2 separate regions of the Mus musculus genome follow, and region 1 is linked to region 2. A link is a contact called in public Micro-C data. All regions are on one chromosome and are shown on one strand. The core of a region is the stretch at or near the end of the contact, and the rest is flanking DNA. Distances in the headings are between cores, read along the strand shown.

Region 1 (5,121 bases), core at 1,452-3,951, 100 kb after region 2:
AAAAAATGGCCCCATATTAATACTTTACCATGTAAACTATCTATTGATATGTGATAATGTACCACAATATTACATGTAGAAACAAAAAACACATCATCTCCCCAGTTTCTGAGAGCCAAGCACTGATGTGTGATTTGTTCTGGGGACTCTCATGAGGCAGGCATTTGGACTGCAGGTGTGGCTTGGATGAGTGGGGTCCTGAGGATAACGTGAGTACCCATGGTGCAACTGTGTGCACTCATACCTTAACCTCTTAGAAATGGCATCCTGTTGTGGCTTAAGTATGAAATCTACCCCCAAAAGTCTTAGGTGTTGATGCCTTGGCTCCTAGCTGGAAGATTAACTCATTGATAGATTCATAATTTGTCGGCATTTTGGGAGGCAGTGGACCTGTTTTTAGGAAGTAAATTACTGGGAATATGACTGTGAGGAGCATCTTGACCCAAGTGTGTGCATATCCCTCCTTCCCTCTCTCCCTCTCCCTTTACCTCCTCCCTTCCACCCCCATCTTCTTCCTAGTTGCTGTGAGGCAAGCCATCCTGCACCCTCGCACTCAGCTGCAATGAGTTTCTGTCTCACCATAGGCCCAGAAACAATGGAGTCGGCCAGACATGGAGTAAAACCTCTGAAATGACATCTTCCTTCCTTTAAACTGACTCTGTCAGACACTGGTCAGAGCAGTGAAATAGTTGGCTGGTGCATGCCCCCTGCTTTGTTGTAGGTATCTGTTAGCGGTCAGCCACTTAGAAGCTGGGATCCCTCAAAGCCATGAATATCAGAAGGCAGCAATCCAGAGGACTCACTTGGGGACTGGGGACTCGTCCCATCAGCTCTCCAGTCTGCCTTTGTACTTTCCCCATCTTCTAGCTCAGGGTACAGCTATGGAAAGGACAAGCCCCTGCTCCCATCCTTTCTTGTGTTACTAAGAAAAATGACCTTCAATCATAACAGTTCACGAAACTCGGCAGTGTGAGCAACGACCTCTTCTAAAGCAGCCACGCCAACGCTAAAGCGCCGGGTGGACAGCAGCAAGGGTCAAATAGAGGTCACTTCCCGAAGTCTGGGCCGGAGAGGAACACTTCCCATTTCCAGCAAAACAGGACTTGAAGCTGGGAGCTGTAACCCTGATGAGCCTTCAGCAAAACTCAAAAAAAAATGGTACCCCAAAGTATTGTGCCTTGGTATGCTGATTACTTTGAGCTGAAGTGAGGGGCTCCATCCAAAGCAGGGCATCTCTGACCCCTTTCTTCCTCTGCTGGCTTCTGCCTTCCATCTCTTAATGATCTGATGCTTTCTGTCCAGCTGAATTTGTATGCAGCTGCCCAGCCTTCATCAAGCTTAACCGTAAGCATGAACAACTTTCTGTGAGCCTTGGGGTCTTGTTTCTGAAGACCCCGAGAAACTGCATTTAAAGCGATTTGCTGTGCTTTTCTCTCTTATCTGCCTCTTGCTATTGTTGTGGGTGTTGTTCCTTGAAGACTCGGGGCTAAATCACTATCTTATCACAGGACTGAGCCTGGCTCAGATGGTCCCAGGTCAAACCAGTGTCAGTAAGTTCCCCTTGGGCTCTCCGGTCGAGCCTTCTAAGGTTTTCCTGGCTCTGTGATTGAACACACTCCCCTCTGCTGAGCTCCTGTGAACTCCCTGCTGGCTCCCTTCAGTCCTTATCTCCATCTTGCCCGGGACAAGCTACACATGGAAGGCTTATCTCCTTTCTTTGGGATAGCAAACCTGCCTTTTCCAGTGGTTGACATCTAAGCTCCAAAGAGTGCTTGGGAAAGTAAAAGTTATCATAACTTAATGTTGACTGGGGAACTCCTCCCCACCCCCATTTTAAACAAGATATGCCTACACACATACTCTGCCCTTATTAGACCAGTTCTTCCCCAGGCACCACCTCATCTCCCCTCTGGTCCTGCTGATTTTCCAACGCTGTAAGTAATACAGAAACATAATGCAGAACACAGGTACTTGGATGAGGCAGGCAGTGAAGTTCAAGAGCTGTTCTCTCTCCCTCTCCCTCTTTCTCTGTCTATCTGTCTGTCTGTCTGTCTTTCACTCAGAAGAATCTGGTAGAAACTGGAGCAGTCACCTGCAAAGGAGAGTGAACTGACAGAGGACACAACGCGCTCTTCAAAGGAAGGCAATATGAATATCAAAGGTAGAAGAAAGGCTCTCAGGAAACTCATAAAACACTTGGATATTTTTTGGCAGAAATATTTCTCTTTATCTTCCAGTCTTTGAATGTAAAATGAAGGAAGACATACTGCGTATCACACAATAGCATCAAACAGCTAATACCCCAAATATGGGCTCATTTTCAAGGCTAAGAATGAATATACCATTGTGCATCTCACACCCACTTTATAAAGTAGATAAAAATTATTTTTTTATGATTCATAGCTCTGTTTGAAGAGGAAGTTTCCCTGTGATTCACTAGCATTTCAGATGGCCTTGGATGGCGGGGTAAAGCGTGCCAGACTGAAGGCAGATCCAAGGAAGGATAAGAAAAAGGCTAGGTGGCAGCAACAACCAACTGGAAGTGGACTGGAACACTCACCCTGTTGTCTCAGGTGTCTGCTGCAGCTTCAAAGTGGACACACAAGAGCATTCTGAAGAGATGAGCTGAAGGAAGCTCACTTGCTCACTAAGGAGGGGTGAGAAGCGGGAGGACTACGGGAGAGCAAGCTCTGGGCTGGACGCTGAGAAAGGGAACCAGCTCAGCTTATCGCCTCTTGATAACAAAGATGCCCTCACGCAGATCAACCAAAGAGCCCAACACTTGGGGATTCATACAGGAAGGATTGACTAATCGGCATCATGCTTTCTAGGCAGGAGACTATGGAGAGGTACAAACGTGTGGGCCTGGATAGGGATAATGCAGAAGTGAATGGGGGAGGTGAATCTCCCCCATCCTCCCCATTTGGTATTTGGATTTCAGGGGTCTCTGAAGGTGGGAGGCAGGATAAGGCAGGATAAGGGGTGATTGGGACTCGGGGTAGCAGATTGTCCCCCAGCCATTAGCCCAAGTCAGCCCCTGAGTCCGTATTCTTTACACGACTGGGATGCTCATATCCCCCCAAAAATGCAATGAATTAAGAGCCAGGACTTTAGGAGGTTCTGTGCTTCCAGGGCTAGCCTCATGTGTCACATGAATGCCTTGTCAAAGAGCTGAGGGAAGAACTTAGGACTGTTTGTCCTTCTGTACCTCAGCCATGTGAAGACACTTGTCCCCTCCCAAAGAGACAAAAAGGACCCAGCCTTCACCAGACTCTGACCCGCCTGCCTGAATCTTAGACTTCTACCCTCTAAAAGCATAAACTTCTGTTCCTTATGATTTACTCAAGCGCCAGTCTTTTGTTATACCAAAAAGAGGCAAAACCATAGTTGGATGCCTTGTGGGAATTCAAACATCAATTAGTTCTTTTCTCTCTTAGCAATCTCTCTGCCCATTAGCAATTGCCAGCTTCAATTTGGCTGACCAATGTTCAATTATCAATCATTCACAGATCTGTTGCCAAAAATGATGCTGACCAAATCCAGGTCTATATTAGAGGTACATGGTGCCAGCTCCCAGACAGATCCAAGAACAATTCCCTAACTTAACAGGGATCAACTCTCATGACTTATGATGACAACTCTTGACTGTAAATTTCTTTACGTGTCTGATAGTCAGATAGTCACTCACCTCCCAAAGGAATTGGGATGGGAGCCAAAAGCTATTGTTCTGCCGGTCCTGTATGGACGATCTCATGGTTGCTTGGTCATGGTAGTTTTCTGGACTTTCCAGAGTAAAAAAGTTAGTACCGTTAACATAAACCAAAGGGTCTCTATGGGTTTATCTGTTCATGATATAAAAGGGAGAAAGTTTGGGGCTCAGAGCTGAACAAAGAATTCTCACCTGAGGAATACCGAATGGCTGAGAAGCACCTGAAAAATTGTTCAACATCCTTAATCATCAGGGAAATGCAAATCAAAACAACCCTGAGATTCCACTTCACTCCAGTCAGAATGGCTAAGATCAAAAATTCAGGTGACAGCAGATGCTGGCTAGGATGTGGAGAAAGAGGAACACTCCTCCATTGTTGGTGGGATTGCAAGCTTGTACAACCACTCTGGAAATCAGTCTGGCGATTCCTTAGAAAATTGGACATAGTACTACCGGAGGATCCCACAATACCTCTCCTGGGCATATATCCAGAAGATGTCCCAACCGGTAAGTAGGACACATGCTCCACTATGTTCATAGCAGCCTTATTTATAATAGCCAGAAGCTGGAAAGAACCCAGATGCCCCTCAACAGAGGAATGGATACAGAAAATGTGGTACATTTACACATGGAGTACTACTCAGCTATTAAAAAAATGAATTTATGAAATTCCTAGGCAAATGGATGGACCTGGAGGGCATCATCCTGAGTGAGGTAACCCAATCACAAAGGAACTCGCACAATATGTACTCACTGATAAGTGGATATTAGCCCAGAAACTTAGGATACCCAAAATATAAGATACAATTTGCTAAACGCATGAAATTCAAGAAGAACGAAGACCAAAGTGTGGACACTTTGCCCCTTCTTAGAAATGGGAACAAAACACCCATGGAAGGAGTTACAGAGACAAAATTTGGAGCTGTGACGAAAGGATGGACCATCTAGTGATTGCCATATGCAGGGATCCATCCCATAATCAGCTTCCAAATGCTGACAGCATTGCATACACTAGCAAGATTTTGCTGAAAGGACCCAGATATAGCTGTCTCTTGTGAGACTATGCCAGGGCCTAGCAAACACAGAAGTGGATGATCACAGTCAGATATTGGATGGGTCACATGGCCCCCAATGGAGGAGCTAGAGAAATTACCCAAGGATCTAAAGGGAACTGCAACCTTATAGGTGGAACAACAATATGAACTAACCAGTACCCCGGAGCTCTTGTCTCTAGCTGCATATGTATCAAAAGATGGCCTAGTTGGCCATCACTGCAAAGAGAGGCCCATTGGACTTGCTAACTTTATATGCCCCAGTACAGGGGAACCCCAGGGCCAAAAAGGGGGAGTGGGTGGGTAGGGGATTGGGGGGTGGGTATGGGGGACCTTTGGGATAGCATTGAAAATGTAAAC
Region 2 (5,173 bases), core at 912-3,411:
AAAGTAACTAGTTTATCTGGAACCTTTCTGAAGAGCCACCTACATGTTTTCCCAGGGAGCCATAGTGATGTACGGGGAGTGTTGCGTCTCCAGCAGCAGCATGACTAGTTGTCACGGCTCCACATGGACACCATCAGGTTTTTAGTACAGTTGTACTCTGCGGTACAAACGTGACATCCCTGGGGTTTTGGTTTGTGCCTACCTAGTGACCAGTGATGCTGGGTATCTTGTATGTGTTCATTGGCCATCTATAAACCTTCTTTGGAGTGATGTCTCTTCCCACCTTTTGCTCCTGTTTTAATTGACTTCTTTGTCTCTTTGTTGTTAAATTGTAACATAACTGGCTTCAGTTTTTTAGTATATGTCATGAGGTCAGAATTAGTCAAGGTTTGTTTTGGTTTTGTCCTGGAGTTTTTTTTTTTTACTCAACATAGTCTAGCAAACTGTTTCCCTTTGTCAGGCTTAATACCTTTGTTAAAATTCAAATGCTCTTACACCACAGAGTAACCACAGATTTCTTTGTTCAGATTTAGAAGTGTAATACATAACTTCTTTTCTTCTCATCAGTGAAGCCAGGATGGCCTGGGTTCCTGTTCTGCTCTGTGTGTGTGTGTGTGTGTGTGTGTGTGTGTGTGTGTGTGTGTGTGTAGAGGTGGGGGGACACCTCATATGATGTTTTGCATGTCCCTTCCCAAATTGAATTGCCACGGTGTCTATATTTGAGAGACAGGGATTTAGAAGTGATGTGGCTAAGGATGGATTAAGGCCGTTACTGCAGGAGTAGCTTTGTTGTAAAATCTCTCCCATCCATCTCTTCAGTCCTCCTGTTTTCTGCCATGGGTTTATGCAGCTCTGAGAGAGTCCTTCACTGAACCGATGGGCCTGGATTTTGAAGCCCCCAAAACTCTAAGTTGACGCCTTTATACTCATTTAGCCAGTGATAATCTATGTTAACAGCAACAACAGCCAGTGCAGGCCATCTCAGTGGATTTATGGCTCCTTTCCTAGAGCCGGGGCAGGAGGTGGGAGTGTCTGCTCCACAGTCCTTGCTCAGTGGCAACATTCCTGTTCCCAGCACATCTACCATTTCACCCATCAGGACCATCCTGGGTCCTCCCTGTTGCAGAGACTCTTTGTACTACCTGCACATCATTTGTGTGCTTCTCAACAACAGATAGAACATTCATGAGCGGACCTGAGCTCCCCTGATGCTCTGGTGTGGCCTGCTACCTGAAAATGCAGAGGCTTGCTGTTGCCTCTTCTGCCCCCAGTTTCCTCTCGGGCATGAGATAGCCCTTATGAACATCATTCCATATTGGGGTGGAATTTCCAGAGCTTGGGGGAACCCAAGGATCTTCTTAGGGATGCAGCTGCACTCCCTCGCTTTTCTGCTGTCCTCTTTCCTTCTCTAAGTAGCTCTGAATGACTGTCCCAGTCAGAAGTCAGTTTCAGTTTTCTGCTGACGTTGTCCCCAGAGGGTAAGCATTGACTGCCCTGATTGCTTCCTGGGTTAGGGTGACAAGAATGACAAGGAATGAGAAGAACCTTGCTATCTGGAAACATCATTGCAGAAGAGATAAAAGTCACCAAGGGCATTCTGTTTGGTTTATGGGTAGCTCTTTTTCGATATTTAAGTCTAACATCACTTTACTCCAGCATGGATTTCATATGCATATGCAGACGATTCTGGAAGAGACGTCTGTGAAGGTTTATCTTATATCGATATAGATTGAAACAATGATGTGAATATGGAATATAAAATGCTTTTCCTTATGTCTAAACTATCCTTAACTGTGCCCTGAGCCTCTCACTAGCTAATGATGGAGGATATTCATTCTAACAGTTTATTCTAATATGTTTCATATAGTAGCTCCTTACTATACAGGAAAAGTGATCACTTGATGTTAGAAAAGCAGGCACAGTGCACAGCTTATCTTTAACACTCAGGTCTTTCTTCATCCATTCTTCAGTGAGAGAGTGGCCTGCATTCTGGTGCAGATTTTAGCCTGCTCAGAGACTGGACGCCACCCATATCAGTAGAATTGAGTGTGAGACTTTTCAGTCCCTGCGCTCATCTCTGATAGGCTGGACTCTGTGAGCCTGTTGTGACTACACAGGGACATTTGTTTTGCTTTAGCAGATTGTTTGGTCTTGCTTTCGTCCTGGTTCATGGCCGTTCACATGCCTCTACTTCCTGCCTTGTTAACCTACTCTGCCTTTGCTGGGCACAGAGTCCAGCCCAATTCTCACCTCTTTTTTTTTTTTTTTTTTTTTTCTCCAGTCATCCTCATTAAAGTGGCTCTTGTGCTTGCTTGGGATTTCCTGCATCACCAAAGCTCACCATCACTCCTGCTGTGCTGGCCCAAGGGCTGCCTCTGGCCACATGAAAGTCTAGTATTCTGGGGACTCAGAGAGTTTTCTTTTCCTTTGGCCTTGGAGCAAGAGTCATCTGCACATCTAAAGACAATCTTTTTCTTGCACTCAGCATCTCAAATTTTTAACCAGACTGCTTCATGTTTGGGCTTATGGAGTTTTTTTTGTCTACCATTGAGTGTTTCCTCCTCTGTTCTTCGGACAGAAGTGCTGGCCAGTTCTTATAATGTTTGTCTGCCTGTCCTGATGCTGGACACCAACCACCAGTGGGATCCTTTAGCATCTGGCAAAGCTTCAGAGAAGGGCTCCGGGGAAATGGAACTGCCCGGGAAGTGGAACTGCCGGGCCCCTTAGTTCAGGTCTCACTGACTTTTCTAAGTCTCTAAAGAGAGTCAGGAAGATGCTGATATTAAGAGTGCTAGTTAACAGCAACTCTGCAGGTTTTGACACATGTAACTAATATTGCATATTTGGAAATACAAAAGCAAAATAGCCAATGCTTACCTAAACGGAATATTCTAGCTTTCTCTGATTTAGCAATCTCCGAGACTCACTGGCCTCTGCATTTTCCCTACCACATATGTAGTAATACATCTATTATTTTGAACCACAAGTCTCTTTTCCTGTCTGTTCATAGGATTTTCAGTTACTTGCTGCTGTCCTGAGCTTGCCAAACCTTCGAGTGCTTCTGCAGTAATTAGCTTATTGTTTCTCAGTTTGGTATTACTGAAAGACTAAGCTGCAGACTCGTGGAGAATTACCTGACCGTCAAGAATGGTTTTTAGGTTTGGGAGAGGAGTTAAATGATTGGTCAGTAAACACTAACACTCCCGAGGGGCCCCCAGATGTAGTTTGCCTGCAAGTTTGTAAAAAGGATAAAAAAAATTTTTTTTAAATAAAGAATTTAAAGTTGAGCATTTTCTGTAAGAGCAAACTATAAGAAAGACAGAAGATTTTACAGGTTTTATTTTTGTTTTTGTTTTTTCTAGAATACATACTTGGTCCTTCTGCTTAGTATAATAGCCACTCGGTCCTTCTGAACTGCTTCTCAGAGGACCTGGAGAACAAAGATTAAGCGTAGCATTGTTATTAAGCGTAGCATCGTTATGCTTTCGGAGAGCAGGCCGCATGCCTCCCTTTGTGCTGATCTTACAGCTTCATCTGAGGAGCTCCCAAACCTGTGCACACCCAAGCTTTAAATTACGAAAAAGTTATCTGCGCCCAGAGTGTTGTAAATTAGAACACTTTTCCGGTTCCCAGTCCCCTCATGACTTTCAGAGAGCAAGTGTTTTCAGTCTTTCAACAGACTTTTGTATCTTTTTGCCCTTAGTACATTTCAAAGAAGAGATAAGAATCTCAGCGGTCTCTCAGTATTCCAAGCAATAGACATCCCTGCCGTCAGAATGAGGAAGTTGCTCTATTTCCGCACTTACAATCCTTCTTGTGAATCCCACAGCCCTGGTTTGGCCTTTCCTCAAATCCATCTTTCTTTATCTCAGCTCTCTGGTGGCCGAGTCAGTTATTTGGTGAATGGCTGCCAAATCACTCACCTTCCCAGCATCCTCTTGGAGCCGCTCAGCAGGATCCTCCCTCGCTGGTTGCTGTCAGGATGGAGGCTGAGGCGGGTGTCCAGGGAGGCCAGCGTCTCTGGCACTTATCTTCCTTGAGTAAAGAAACCACCACAAACCCCTAGAGAGCCTCAGATGAACATCTGGATAAATATTCAGTTTCTGATGCTTCATTTGAATCTCGGGCCGTCCTTACTAAATCACACTGAACTTCATTTAAACCCATGCAAATAGAAAAAGTTCCTGAGTTTTCCCCAATAACAACAAAACCCACCATAATTCAGTCCACTCTTCCGCTTTCAAAAACTTGCTCTCAGTGTAGCATGTGATCTAGCAGGGCTCTAAGCATGGTGCCTGGGAATATAGCTCCAACATCCGGGTTTACCCGGGCCTTAATGCCTGGGTAGTGCTTCCGTGTCAGACATCATGTTAAGGTGGGTTTTGTTATCTTTGCTTTCCAGGCTCAGGGATAAAATATCCTGCCCAGATTCACAGCCCTTGCCTTGAAAGTGTTTCAGTGAAATTAACGAAGTGGAAGTGAAAACAGGTGATCACAGTCACAAAATGGCTAGGTAGATCTTGTTCACACCTAGCCATCATTCTGCTCCTGATTTCTTATGAATCTAAGTCAGAGGAGGGCTGAGGACAGGGTTCAGTGACAGAGCACTTGCCTCACATGTAGGAGACAATCAGTTACACACACACACACACACACACACACACACACACACACACACACACACACCACATACAAAAAAAGGAAAAGGAAGAAAGATAGATAATTAGTCTTTGACTAAAAAGGTCTTGATATTATGTCAAGAACCCATATAATTGAAAAAGGCCCTTGTTCTGCCTGCTCCTTGTGTCTGAGCTGTCTGCTTTGTAATGGCCATGTGACTGCCCTTCTGGTTTCAGGTTTTGTTTTGTTTTGTTTTGTTTTTTAAGATTTATTTGGGGGCTGTCAGAGCCATGAAGCTGGGGTTACAGGCAGTTGTGAGCTGCCTTACAAGGATCCCGAAAACCAAACCTGGGTCCCCTGCAGAAGTAGCGAGTACTGTTGATCACCCAGCCATCTCTCCAACAGTCTGATTTCATCTCTTTTGACAGGTCAGGTTACTGCTTACAAAGGAAGAAGGGATCTTGTCTCTTTGTCTTACTTATACCATGAGAGGAGGAATTTGTATGTCTCATACACAGGCTGCCATGTTCTAATCTAGGGGGGCTCTGCCACA

The links. A called contact is a pair of places that touch in the nucleus more often than the background predicts.
Region 1: a Micro-C map of granulosa cells shows a contact between it and region 2, with 2.6 times the contacts expected there. The contact joins two enhancer-like sites. A contact is called at or near these places in 5 of 484 Hi-C or Micro-C datasets (granulosa cells, nephron progenitors, pre-hematopoietic stem cells and 1 more) and 1 of 115 datasets of contacts at active chromatin or transcription factors (embryonic stem cells).

The regions. Positions count from the first base shown.
Region 1 is chr13:93,950,165-93,955,285 of GRCm38.p6, forward strand. No RefSeq gene overlaps it. Among named protein-coding and RNA genes, the nearest start is that of Lhfpl2, 110 kb to the right of the region's middle. Within about 2 kb of position 2,702, at least 12 of the 459 cell types and tissues checked have an H3K27ac peak or open chromatin away from gene starts, as enhancers often do. A contact at or near this core is called in granulosa cells, where this site is marked.
Region 2 is chr13:93,848,705-93,853,877 of GRCm38.p6, forward strand. The region is part of intron 4 of Arsb (arylsulfatase B); the gene reads left to right. Among named protein-coding and RNA genes, the nearest start is that of Mir5624, 61 kb to the left of the region's middle. Within about 2 kb of position 2,162, at least 6 of the 459 cell types and tissues checked have an H3K27ac peak or open chromatin away from gene starts, as enhancers often do. A contact at or near this core is called in granulosa cells, where this site is marked.